Regions from separate parts of the Zea mays genome. Here all the other regions are linked to region 1. A link is a contact called in public Hi-C data. All regions are on one chromosome and are shown on one strand. Each heading gives the region's core, a stretch centred on a gene start, on an enhancer-like site or on the middle of the called end of the contact. The rest is flanking DNA. Distances are from core to core; before and after follow the strand shown.

What was found. A called contact is a pair of places that touch in the nucleus more often than the background predicts.
Region 2: a Hi-C map of root tip shows a contact between it and region 1, with 4 times the contacts expected there. The contact joins the promoter of LOC100383057 here to the promoter of LOC103626352 in region 1. A contact is called at or near these places in 10 of 25 Hi-C or Micro-C datasets (bundle sheath, ear, leaf and 2 more).
Region 3: a Hi-C map of ear shows a contact between it and region 1, with 2.7 times the contacts expected there. The contact joins the enhancer-like site here to the promoter of LOC103626352 in region 1. A contact is called at or near these places in 2 of 25 Hi-C or Micro-C datasets (ear and tassel).

The regions. Positions count from the first base shown.
Region 1 is chr5:53,057,469-53,060,969 of Zm-B73-REFERENCE-NAM-5.0, reverse strand. LOC103626352 (cytochrome P450 716A1) reads left to right here and starts at 2,243. Exons shown (of 2, transcript XM_008646758.4): 1 at 2,243-3,373; 2 at 3,463-3,501. The coding sequence starts at 2,416.
Region 2 is chr5:52,901,158-52,904,857 of Zm-B73-REFERENCE-NAM-5.0, reverse strand. LOC100383057 (O-fucosyltransferase family protein) reads right to left here and starts at 2,339. Exons shown (of 11, transcript NM_001175733.1): 1 at 2,090-2,339; 2 at 1,784-1,834; 3 at 1,588-1,678; 4 at 917-993; 5 at 559-647; 6 at 322-441. The coding sequence starts at 617.
Region 3 is chr5:52,804,621-52,808,033 of Zm-B73-REFERENCE-NAM-5.0, reverse strand. It overlaps LOC103626349. Among protein-coding and RNA genes, the nearest start is that of LOC103628200, 12 kb to the right of the region's middle. Within about 2 kb of position 1,658, at least 6 of the 20 cell types and tissues checked have an H3K27ac peak or open chromatin away from gene starts, as enhancers often do. A contact at or near this core is called in ear, where this site is marked.

The DNA of each region.
Region 1 (3,501 bases), core at 994-3,493:
GACATGCCTTACCGGCGATCACGCAACGTTGAGCGGTGGAGTGCAGATCCGTGGTGGAGTTCCACGCCAGCGAGGAATCCAGACCATTTCGACCACCAACCGAGCCTAGAGAAGTTACGAGCATCTCTATGGAAACCCAATCAACGAAGCTACACGACCCATCACCAAAGGTGCAGCGACGACGCAACATCGGTTTGCCGGCGGCGGGGTCTCGGTGGTAATGGTGGCTGGCGCCTTCTGAGTTGGTCATGCGCCCACCGGCTTGATGGATCGAGTAGTCACCAGGGCGTCGGGGGGTCGGTATATATATAATATAGGCAGCGTGGAGAGGATAACGGACCCCGTCGAGAAACTCGACCGGATTTTTGGTTCGTAACAGCTCCGTGGAGGAGAGCTAGCGCGAGAGGATAGGGACGGTCTTGCTGAGGCGGTACCACACGCGAGCGGCGGGGCTCTTCTGACAGGTCGACCCCAGGCGCAACGACTTAACACGTGAGGAGGGGTATCCGGCTAACACATGAGGCCCCCGCGTCAGCCACAGGCGGCTAGACGTGCTCCCACGAAGCTAGACCGTCTGTGCGGTAGGGAAAATGGACCGAGAAGGGAGAACTCGGCCCAAGCGCGGGTAGGCTTTCTTTTCCTTTTTTTTATTTTCCGCTTTCTATTTTAATTTGCAAATTTCAAATTCAAATCAGAGTTTGAGGCTCAAATTGAAATATGCACAATCATAAAAACTCCAGCATGCAAATGAAAGTTTTATTATATATATTAATTATTTATTTAAACAAATGCTCAAAAATACACAACACATACACTATTAATAAATCATTATTTTAAATTTGTAGTCAACTAAGGTTTCATTCAATGATTCAATATTTACCTATTTGTTTTAGTTTTAGGGAAATATATTATATAATCTCTATCAAGATTTACTTTAATACATAAAGAATATTTTGTATAGTCCTCAAAGAGGATAATCTATTCTAATAAACCAAAACTCTTTCTATTACCTATTTGGCTATTTCTTGAAACTCACTAACTGAATTTTCTGTTTCTATTTTATTTTTTTAACATTATTATTTATTTTAGAAAGGTTGAATTCTAAAGTATAATTATTCATTAGAAATACTTTACTTTGATTTCTTTTATTAATCTCAAATTTAGGATTTTTAGGTGTTACAAAAGGTTGGCCATGTTGCAGTAAAGTGGGTCTGGCTTGGTAACATGTTGTGGGCCTAGCCACAACATCGAGGCCCGTGAAAGCTTGCCAGGGCGGGTTTGCCTAAATTCCAAACCGATTTATTTTAAAATCAATTTTTGACATGGGAAATTGGAAAACATATTTTTGGAGTAGTTTACTACTGGAATAAGATAACCATCTCTCTATATTGCAAGGATCATGACCAATTAAGGTATCTAATGTCCCCAATTGAACAAAAAAATCTACTGCCTCTCTTTTGCCCTTCTAACGAGCTGAGCTCTACATTGTTGTTCAGTGTTCGATGAACATACTATAAACGATGACGCTTTAGGCATGTTGACTGACCTAGGACAACCCAATGATATCCTTGCCCTGATAGGTTCTTCCATGTTTACTAGTTTGCTCGAAAACATAGTTCTTGGTCACATAAGCGTGATTGATTATGGTTTGATGATTTCCTCATAAATATATTTGTTCTACGTTTTGTAAGGTCTGTTCGTTTTTATCTCAATCCATGTGGATTGGAGGAGAATGGATGAGTTTAAATCCATAGCAAGTTAAAATATTTTTTTTCTCAAATCACATCCAATCCATGTGGCGTAGTAACAACCGAACAAGGACTAAATGTGTATTTAGCCGTGTTCTCCCATCCGTAATAACTTGACGATCTAACTCTAGCTCATGTATGATCTAATCTAATCCATAATGACTTGACGAACTAACTTTAGCTCATGTATGATCTAATTAGTCGTCAACATAATTTTTAGAGTGTATTTGATTTCTAGAGACTAATTTTTAGTTCTAATTTATTCTATTTTAGTTTCTAAATTATTAAACATAGAACTAACACTCTATTTCAGTTTTTATATTTAACAATTTAGAGAATAAATAGAATAAAATAAAAAGACTAAAAATTAGTCCCTTAATACCGAGAAGTATTTATCTGTGTTTAGGTTTCAACAGGCAACAACCTAGTAAAAGGAACGCTGCGCTGTTTCATCGTCATGTATTCTTTTTTATGATTATGTTGTCATCATATGCTGACTAATGACTAATCATCTTGTCCCTACTCCAATGGCATCCACCTTTCAACCAAAAGGCATTACATCACCTCAAAAGAATTGTACGCTACTCCAGTAATATTTTCATGTGGAGTAGGAACCTAACAAGGAAGTGCTACTGCAAAGTGAAAGCTCTTGGGTTGGTCGGAAGCAATGGATGCTGCTCCGGCGACATCGGCGGTTGCAGTTGCAGTTGCCGTCATCTTCGCGGTTGTAGCATCGCTCCCAGTACTGCTCCGCCTCCTCTATGCCAGTGCCGGCGGCAAGACGAATCCGAAGGCACCCCTGCCTCCCGGCTCATTCGGTCTGCCTTTCATCGGGCAGACGCTCAGCCTGGTCCGCGCCCTCCGCGCCAACACCGCCGACGACTGGCTCCGGCGGTGGTTAGCCATGTACGGGCCTGTGTCGCGGTTGCGCCTCTTCGGCTGCCCGACGGCCTTCCTCGTTGGCACCTCTGCCAACAAGTTCATCTTCGCCAGCGCCGCGGTGACCGCCAAGACCCCCGAGTCCTTCGCTCGGATGGTCGGCCGCCGGACGATCAGGGATGTGGTCGGCGACGAGCACCGCCGCGTCAGGGCCATGATGATGCAGTTCCTCAGAGTGGACGCCGTCAAGAGGCACGTCGCCAGCATGGACGGCGAGGTCCGGCGCCACCTCGACGCGGAGTGGCGCGGCCGTGGCACCGTGGCCGTGATGCCGTCCATGAAGTCACTCACCTTCGACGTCATGTGCACCGCCATCTTCGGCCTCGGGACGGGTGCCGTCCGCCGGGATCTTTGGACTGAGTTCCAGGAGCTGGTGAGGGGCATCTGGGCGGTCCCGGTCAACCTGCCCTTCACCGCATACAGCCGGTGCCTCGCCGCGAGCCAGCGTGGGCGCCGCGCCGTCGCCGGGGTCATCCAGGAGAGGAGGGCCAAGCTGGAGCGTGGGGAGAGCTCGCTGGCCAGCGACGTTGTCACCCTTATGCTCACGGAGGGCCTGCCCGACGAGGAGATCATCGACAACGTCATGTTTCTCATGGTCGCCGCACACGACACCACCGCCGCCCTCCTCACCTTCCTCATCCGGCAGCTCGACGCCGACAAGGAAGCTTACGACAGAGTTGTCCAGGGTAATTAGCTTCGTCATAGCTAGCTCCAGCATACACGCTGACGCTGATGGGTTGTTCTAATCCATGAACGATGGAATGAATTCGATCAGAGCAAGAAGAGATTGCGCGGAGCAAGGTGGCCGGGGAGG
Region 2 (3,700 bases), core at 1,090-3,589, 160 kb after region 1:
CAAAACCTTAAGGAGAGAGTTACAAACACAATCTCTAGCTACATCAACTTTCTGTAAGGATAATAACTCTTGCAAAAACAAAAGATGGAGAATAGAAGTCCAGCAGTAATTTCCAGTCAGGTTGCACTTCTGGTTCATGCGGTTGAGGTGTAATAATCCTCACTAACAATCATAATGCTTATATTGATGACAAAAGGAGAGTAACTTTATACTGTAGATAACACCAATATCAGTATAAAACTTGTGTGTAATTTTTAGCAACAAGCTATTCAGTAAGTAACAGTTAAGACACAATGGATAGCTGAAAATGAAGAGACTAACTTTATACTAGTGAAAAGCTCATCCTTTTCTGTAAACCAGTCAGGAATATCTCGAACAATGCGCACATCCTCCTTCAAATAATTTATAAAATGGTCTACATCAAAGATGTCTTCGAATTTCCTGCACAAAGAGATATAAGTTCTCAACTACTACAGGAATCACAAAAAGAGAACACATAATGTAAACGAAAAGGGTAACCATAAGTTGTTTAAAAGGAAATCATAGTTCATCACTTACGTTTGATCTTTCCATATTTGGTCCTGCTTTAGCACTGGCAGAATAAGTGTGGCATTCATTATCTTAGCAATTGCAACAGCATTACATATCTGTAAACAAATCATATATCCCAACAAAATTAATAAATGTGCAATGCTACTAAGATAACATGAAGACAAAAAAATCTGGCAACAGGATGATGATCTTCTGAACTATAATATTAAGAACGAAACATCATAAAGAAAAATTAGAAAGTAGAAAAAAAAGTTTAGTTACGTTAACATTTTCCATTTCCAGTCTAAATAGTGGAATCAGTCAAGAGTTTACTCTTTACAAGACAACTACTCAAAGGGCAAAATTGTGAAAGGCACATACATACAGCTATACGTTGCTGGTTTAATCCACCCTCGGCATGAATAAATATAAACCCAGAAGTTTCATTCTCTGACACGAGGTCTGCAAAATAGAGATCAAACTGGTTATTGTCAGGATTGAACCATAGCTTTTCAAGTGAATGTCTTGTGCTAAGTTGCTGCTTGGTAAACAAAAATAATAATGAGGAACTAACGTGATTTGAAAAGTCATGGCTTACAAAGTTAAAATTCTTTCCTAAGAGGGCATATAGCCATGCACAATTGAGATCCTAGACATGGTGCTTTGGTAAAAAAATTGGCAGGTGCTTAAGTTATCTCTTCAAGCTTAAGATGTGCTAACAAATTGGCTGAGCCTATTTAGACTCCGATTTGATTCAGATAGATTAACTTTTATACAGATGCTGGGCGTGACAACATCATAACTTTTTTCTTGGCATAATTGTCCTATTTAAAATTTACTCTGCGGTTATACAGATTGCACATCCATGATTATTTTCTCCAACCAGTGTAATTCCAGACTAAGAGTGGCACGTCATCAAATGAAAAACTGTCATGGCTCACATCCAAGTCACTAATAACAAATCAGGGTCATAAATACAGCAAACTAGGATGCAACTAAAGCAGCCACCCAATTAGCATCAAACTTTTAGCCAGAACACTCTGATTTTGTACTTGCCTGAGACTTCATGACTCTGACGCTCAGCACACGGCTTCCACCAAGTTGCTGCAGCATGAGGATTCTCCCACAGAGAGTCCCGCTGCCTCACCTACATCATAACACCAAGCCAAACAAAATCACATTCAGGCTCCAATCACATTGCATGCACAATCAGGTTCCCCTGAATGCGTTGCTCAAGTGAAGGCCTCTTTACCCTGGGGCAGTGGAGCCGAATCCCCTCCTTGCGGCACAGGTACGGCGCGTTCTAGGGTCCAGCAGCAGCACGAGCGTAAGCAGCGAGTCTGATATCTCGATGAAACGTAACGAATATGATACGAGAGGAAGCGATCAGGGAGCCAAGAACTGACGAGGCGTGTCCAGACGAAAGGCGCGAAGAAGAGCGCAGTGAGCGCGAAGCAGGCGATTGCGGCGACGAGAATCCGGTAGGAGGCGGAAGCCGTGGGGGACCTGGGGTCCTCGAGCGCGAGGAGGGAGCGGAAGGGGGGGCGGGAGTGACCACCTTGGCTGGGGGCGGAGGCCGTCCTTGCCGCCGTCGACGCGGGGGGACGCGACCAAGGGCGAGGACGCGGACGCGGCCTCGGCGTCGCGCTTGGATGGGGAACTGGTGGCGCGGGTCGCCGCCGTGGCGTGCCGCAGCTCGGCCATGGCGCCGCCGCGCGGCGTATCTGTGGCGGGTGCCGCTTCTTCTTCAACCTTGCTCCTTCCGCGGTGGCGGCGCTGGTGTGTGTCGTGTCGCGGTTGCGGAGGCGAGGCGACGGCGGCGAAGTAATCTCCCGAGTCCCGGCTCCCGAGAGAAGTGAGGACAGAGTTGGGTCGGGTTCGAAAAAACAACGGGGAACAAACTACCCAGTCAGGCCCACACAGCCCTGTTGTAGTCTTGTAGACCTTAGCGTGTTTCTAGTTCACCATCTCTCGGTCAGTCAAGTCAGCCCTCACTTCATTCTCGCGCCCTACTCCAGTGCACAGTAACCTCAGTCTATAGCTACATCAATTTTTCTATTTCAACATTAAGTAATTCACATACATTTATTTTAGCACTCAAAAATCACACAACATTTTTATAAAAATTAAAATACAAAGTACACAATAATTCAAAGAAAGTACATGACAATTAAAATATATAATAATTAATAGAAAATTATATAAATCTAATGATTATTATGTCATCATACATGCTCAACCAAATCATTTAGGAGTTGTGTCTACATCGATGTGTTCGTCATCTCGTTGTCCATTTAAATCCTGGATGCTAGGCTCGCGGTTGCATTGTAGTAGACTAATGGGCCGACGGTAGAATCAACTGTCTCATATGTCTCATCCAAATCGGTATCACGCTCGTCATCGATGATCATCTTGTGCAAAATGACACATGCACACATGATCAAACCAAGAGTATGTTGAGAGTATGAACGTCCAGGAACTGCTATAATGTTGAACCGAGATTTCAACACCCCAAAAGCGCACTCGACATCTTTGCGGCATGTTGCTTGAGCATTTGTGAATAACTGATGTTTCTCACTTTATGGAAGAGGAATACCCTTGATGAACACTGGCCAGGAAGGGTATATGCCATCGGTAAGATAGTATCCCATATTGTATTTGTGTCCATTAACAATGAAGTTCACTATGGGTGCTTGACCTTGAAGGACATCCTTGAATAATGGCGACTAATTGAGTACGTTAATGTCATTGTTGGACCCGACCGCCCAAAAATGCATGCAAGATCCATCGATCATACGATGCAACGACTTCTAAGATGATAGTGGGATGTTTGATATCTGTCCTTGTGAATTGACCGACATAGGCGACCGGACAATTCCTCCATTGCCATTGCATGCAATCAATACTCCCTAGCATGCCTGGAAAGCCACAGTCTTCTGCTTTTGCTTGTAGACGCTGAGTATCAGCGACATTTGGTTGACGACAGAACTCCTCCCCATAACAATGAATGATACCCTCACAAAACTTCTCTAGACACTCTAATGTAGTCGATCTAGCTAGCTTTAAGTACTCATCTATCGAATATACAACGAATCCATAGGCTAACAAGTGCAGAGCTGCGATGCACTTTTGTAGGAGAGAGAGACCAAGTCGACCCAGATCATCTTCT
Region 3 (3,413 bases), core at 409-2,908, 250 kb after region 1:
AGAAGATGAAGACTCCAAAGGTGTGAGCATTTTAAGCCGCCTTGTCTTTTTATTTTGACATTCCCTTAAACTTTATTTTTTCCAATTAGATGCGGTCGTTTATTCTCACACATGGGCGTCCTTTTTGGTCGTGTTCAGGACTTCTACTCGAAAGTGAAGTAGCATTCATGGACTATGTTAGGGAAGTTCGTTATTAGGCAACTGAATTGTGGGTTTGCGTTTACTGCTACAAACGGGCTCTAAGGCAGCATCACAATGTCCGATGCGTATTTGATTATTGTGGGTTGTTGGAAAGTTGCTGTTTTTTCTGCTCAACAGAATGTGTAATTGAGATTTTCTTGAATTAGAAAGTTGTTGTTTTGCAACGGGTATTGACATATAATCCCTCATTTCCTTACCGTACCGTCTGGAAGTTCTGAACACAAACGCATTATATATAGCATGCTTGTTAGAACTGGACGGATTTTCAGGAATCATGAACAACCTTCTATATTAAAAATGGTAATTTGAATGATACGAAATATACATAAAAAATGGAACTACTCTTTTAATGGCAATCCACCAGAATGGTAGTCAACTAGTCATGATGGTCGATAAACATGAAACCGCATATGAGATGAGAAAGTATCCAAAGTAGCCTTTAGAAGATTTTTTTGCGCTTCAACTCTCGTCGTTGCTGATGCTTTGTCGGTTTGTCCGCATGTTCTTCTTGCATGCATGGCCGGCCTTGGCGTTGCCTTCCATCTACCAAGCTTGCGTGCTCACGGTTCTTGGCGCTGATCGATCGTGACACCATGGACAGGAGTTCACTCTCCCCGTGCTCCCATATGCTCCATTCTGCAGAACGCCGCCGTACGTGAAACTCTGCAACTTCCTTTCATCTATCGGACCACCGCGCGCTCATGCAACACGCCGCGCCGGTCTTCCTCCGCCTTGTCAAACACGACGGACGACACGATCCCTGACCACACGCCGGGGCAGTGGTAGGCCTGGCGGCAGAGGGTATGCGCCACCTGGTTCCCCTCTCGGTACACGTGCCTCACGTCGCATTCTTGGAAACGGCGAAGCAGTCCATGGATCTCCTCCTGCAACGCCACGGGGATCCGCGTCTGCGTGTCCTCGCCGCGGAGCAGCTGTACCAGCACGAGGTCGTCGCCCTCGACCACCAGCCGCTGCAGGTTAAGCCCAAGCGCCAGGCGGAGGCCGCGGATCATCGCGCGCGCCTCCACTATGCCCACCGTAGAGTGCTCCGTCGGCTCGGCGAACGCGAGCACGACACGGCCGGCGCTGTCGCGGATGGCGCCGCCGATGCTGGCTCGCGCCGAACCATCGTGGTAGACGGATCCGTCGAAGTTGAGCTTGCACCAGCCGCGAGGTGGCGGCGACCATTGCACCAGGACGACGCGGCCAGGATGGTACGGTCGTGCCCATGGAGAAAGCTGTGGCGTGGGGTGGCATAGATTGGATGTGGACGCCGCCGTCGCTGCTATAGAGCACGCCATCCCGTGGTGGTTCGATCAGAGTACTGATCTTGCAGCGCGTCTGTAGACGGTGGATGCTGGAGGGCGTCTGTAGCCGGTGGATGATGGAGGGTGCTGTACTGCTGTGTCGACGAGGTGGCTCTATATTTATAGGTACCTGATGAAAGTGGATGAGGATGGAGGGTCCTGTCCGCACCAGGTGCCAGGTGGCTGTGTACGCTGGGTGAAGCGTCCCGTGCAAGCAACCTGAGATGCGCAACCAAATTAAAACGAGGAGGGGGCTTGCCATTTTTCTGATCTTTGTCCGAATTCTCGTCTCCCCTCCCGGGCAAGGCAAGCAGCGTCGCGTCGGTTCGGCCGGTGGCGCTCGGCGACGAGCCGATGGAGATCCCCCCGCCTGAAGATCGACGGCGAGACGTCGCATCTCCTGCGCAACCTGCTGGCGCTGTGGCGCTGGAGCCTGGAGCAGAGCAACCTGGCGGAGGCGGGCAGCCATGGTCGCCGCTGTCTGCGTCCTCTTATTCATGTCCACCACGCCTGCACCGCGTCGGCGACATCTCTGCCTTTACCACCGGCCGGCTCCAACTTCACCGCCCTCGTTCGTACACGACGGTCTACGACCTGCAGCGGTTCGCCACCTCCTCCGACAGTCCGAACCTCCGACTTCGACGCGGCGGTGGCCGACGGTGACGGCGACATGGAGTCAGTACCCCTTGCCTTCACAGCAACGCCGCCGCCTGAAGATCTGGACTCAGATACGTAAGCAAACTTGAGATGGACAACCAAATTATATCCTAGCACGCCCCTATGGCTTGCGAGCATTCTGATTTTTTTTCCGGGTTCCGAATCCACAAACATGAAACGGTGGCAGACTAGTACGTGCTCATAAACCAAAGAGACTATGACCAAAGACAGACTAAGTGACTGCTTGTTTCATCTTATAGATTATATAATCTGGATTATAATTTAAATTATATAATTAAGATTATAATCTAAATATAGTTGTTTGGTAGTTTAGGTTATACAAATGTAGATTATTCACCAAGACAACAATGCCCTTATTTGTTTATTTGAGCTGAGAAAAAAGGATGGCATATATTGTAATTTCTATTTACATAACCATGGATAGTGGGTCTTTTACCAAAATAATCTTAAATAAGCTACTTTTGAGGTGATTATGAGATTATCATAATCTGAACCTATAATTTAGGTGTTTGTTTACCTACTGGATTATTTGCGCTGGATTATATAATCTGAAGAGATTATAATCTAAAACAAACAGAGCCTAATACATGCTCATAAACGGTGGCAGTCATTGAGTCAGTTTATTAAAGAACTATGACCAACAAATATGACAAACATGAAAGCTAGTAGTAGACTGAGTGGTATTGTTGGAATCTTATTCTCATTCTTTGTGAAAAGGTTCATTGTTTATCCATTGGCGCGTGACAATCGAAAACAACATGTACATGGGTAAAAACTATGAAAATTAGAGAACTATTTTTTTGTATTTAATTGGATTTGACCAAATATATATCAAATAAAAAATTCATAATAGAAAGCTAGCGTAATAAAAAAATAAAATCAACAATATAAATTTGATACAAGTTTGGCTCAATTTAAATATGTGACTTTTGCCTAAAATTAATCTTGTGTGTAGGACACTTTTTTTTATAATGGAAACAAAAAATGTTCCAGCCTTTTGTAGTTTCCTACATACGGCATTGCAGATTGAAAATTAATAAAACATGCATCATTAAAAAAATAACATTCTTGACAAGAACTTGTTCTCGAATCAAGCGTCCTTTAATCTGGCATTAGAACTCCAACCATGTTTTGCAAGGATTTCCATTGCCACCATCTCTAAGGATTGACATACCACAAGAATCTCTTGGTGAGCATCTTGTTTCTGCAATAATCTCCAGAGTCAGA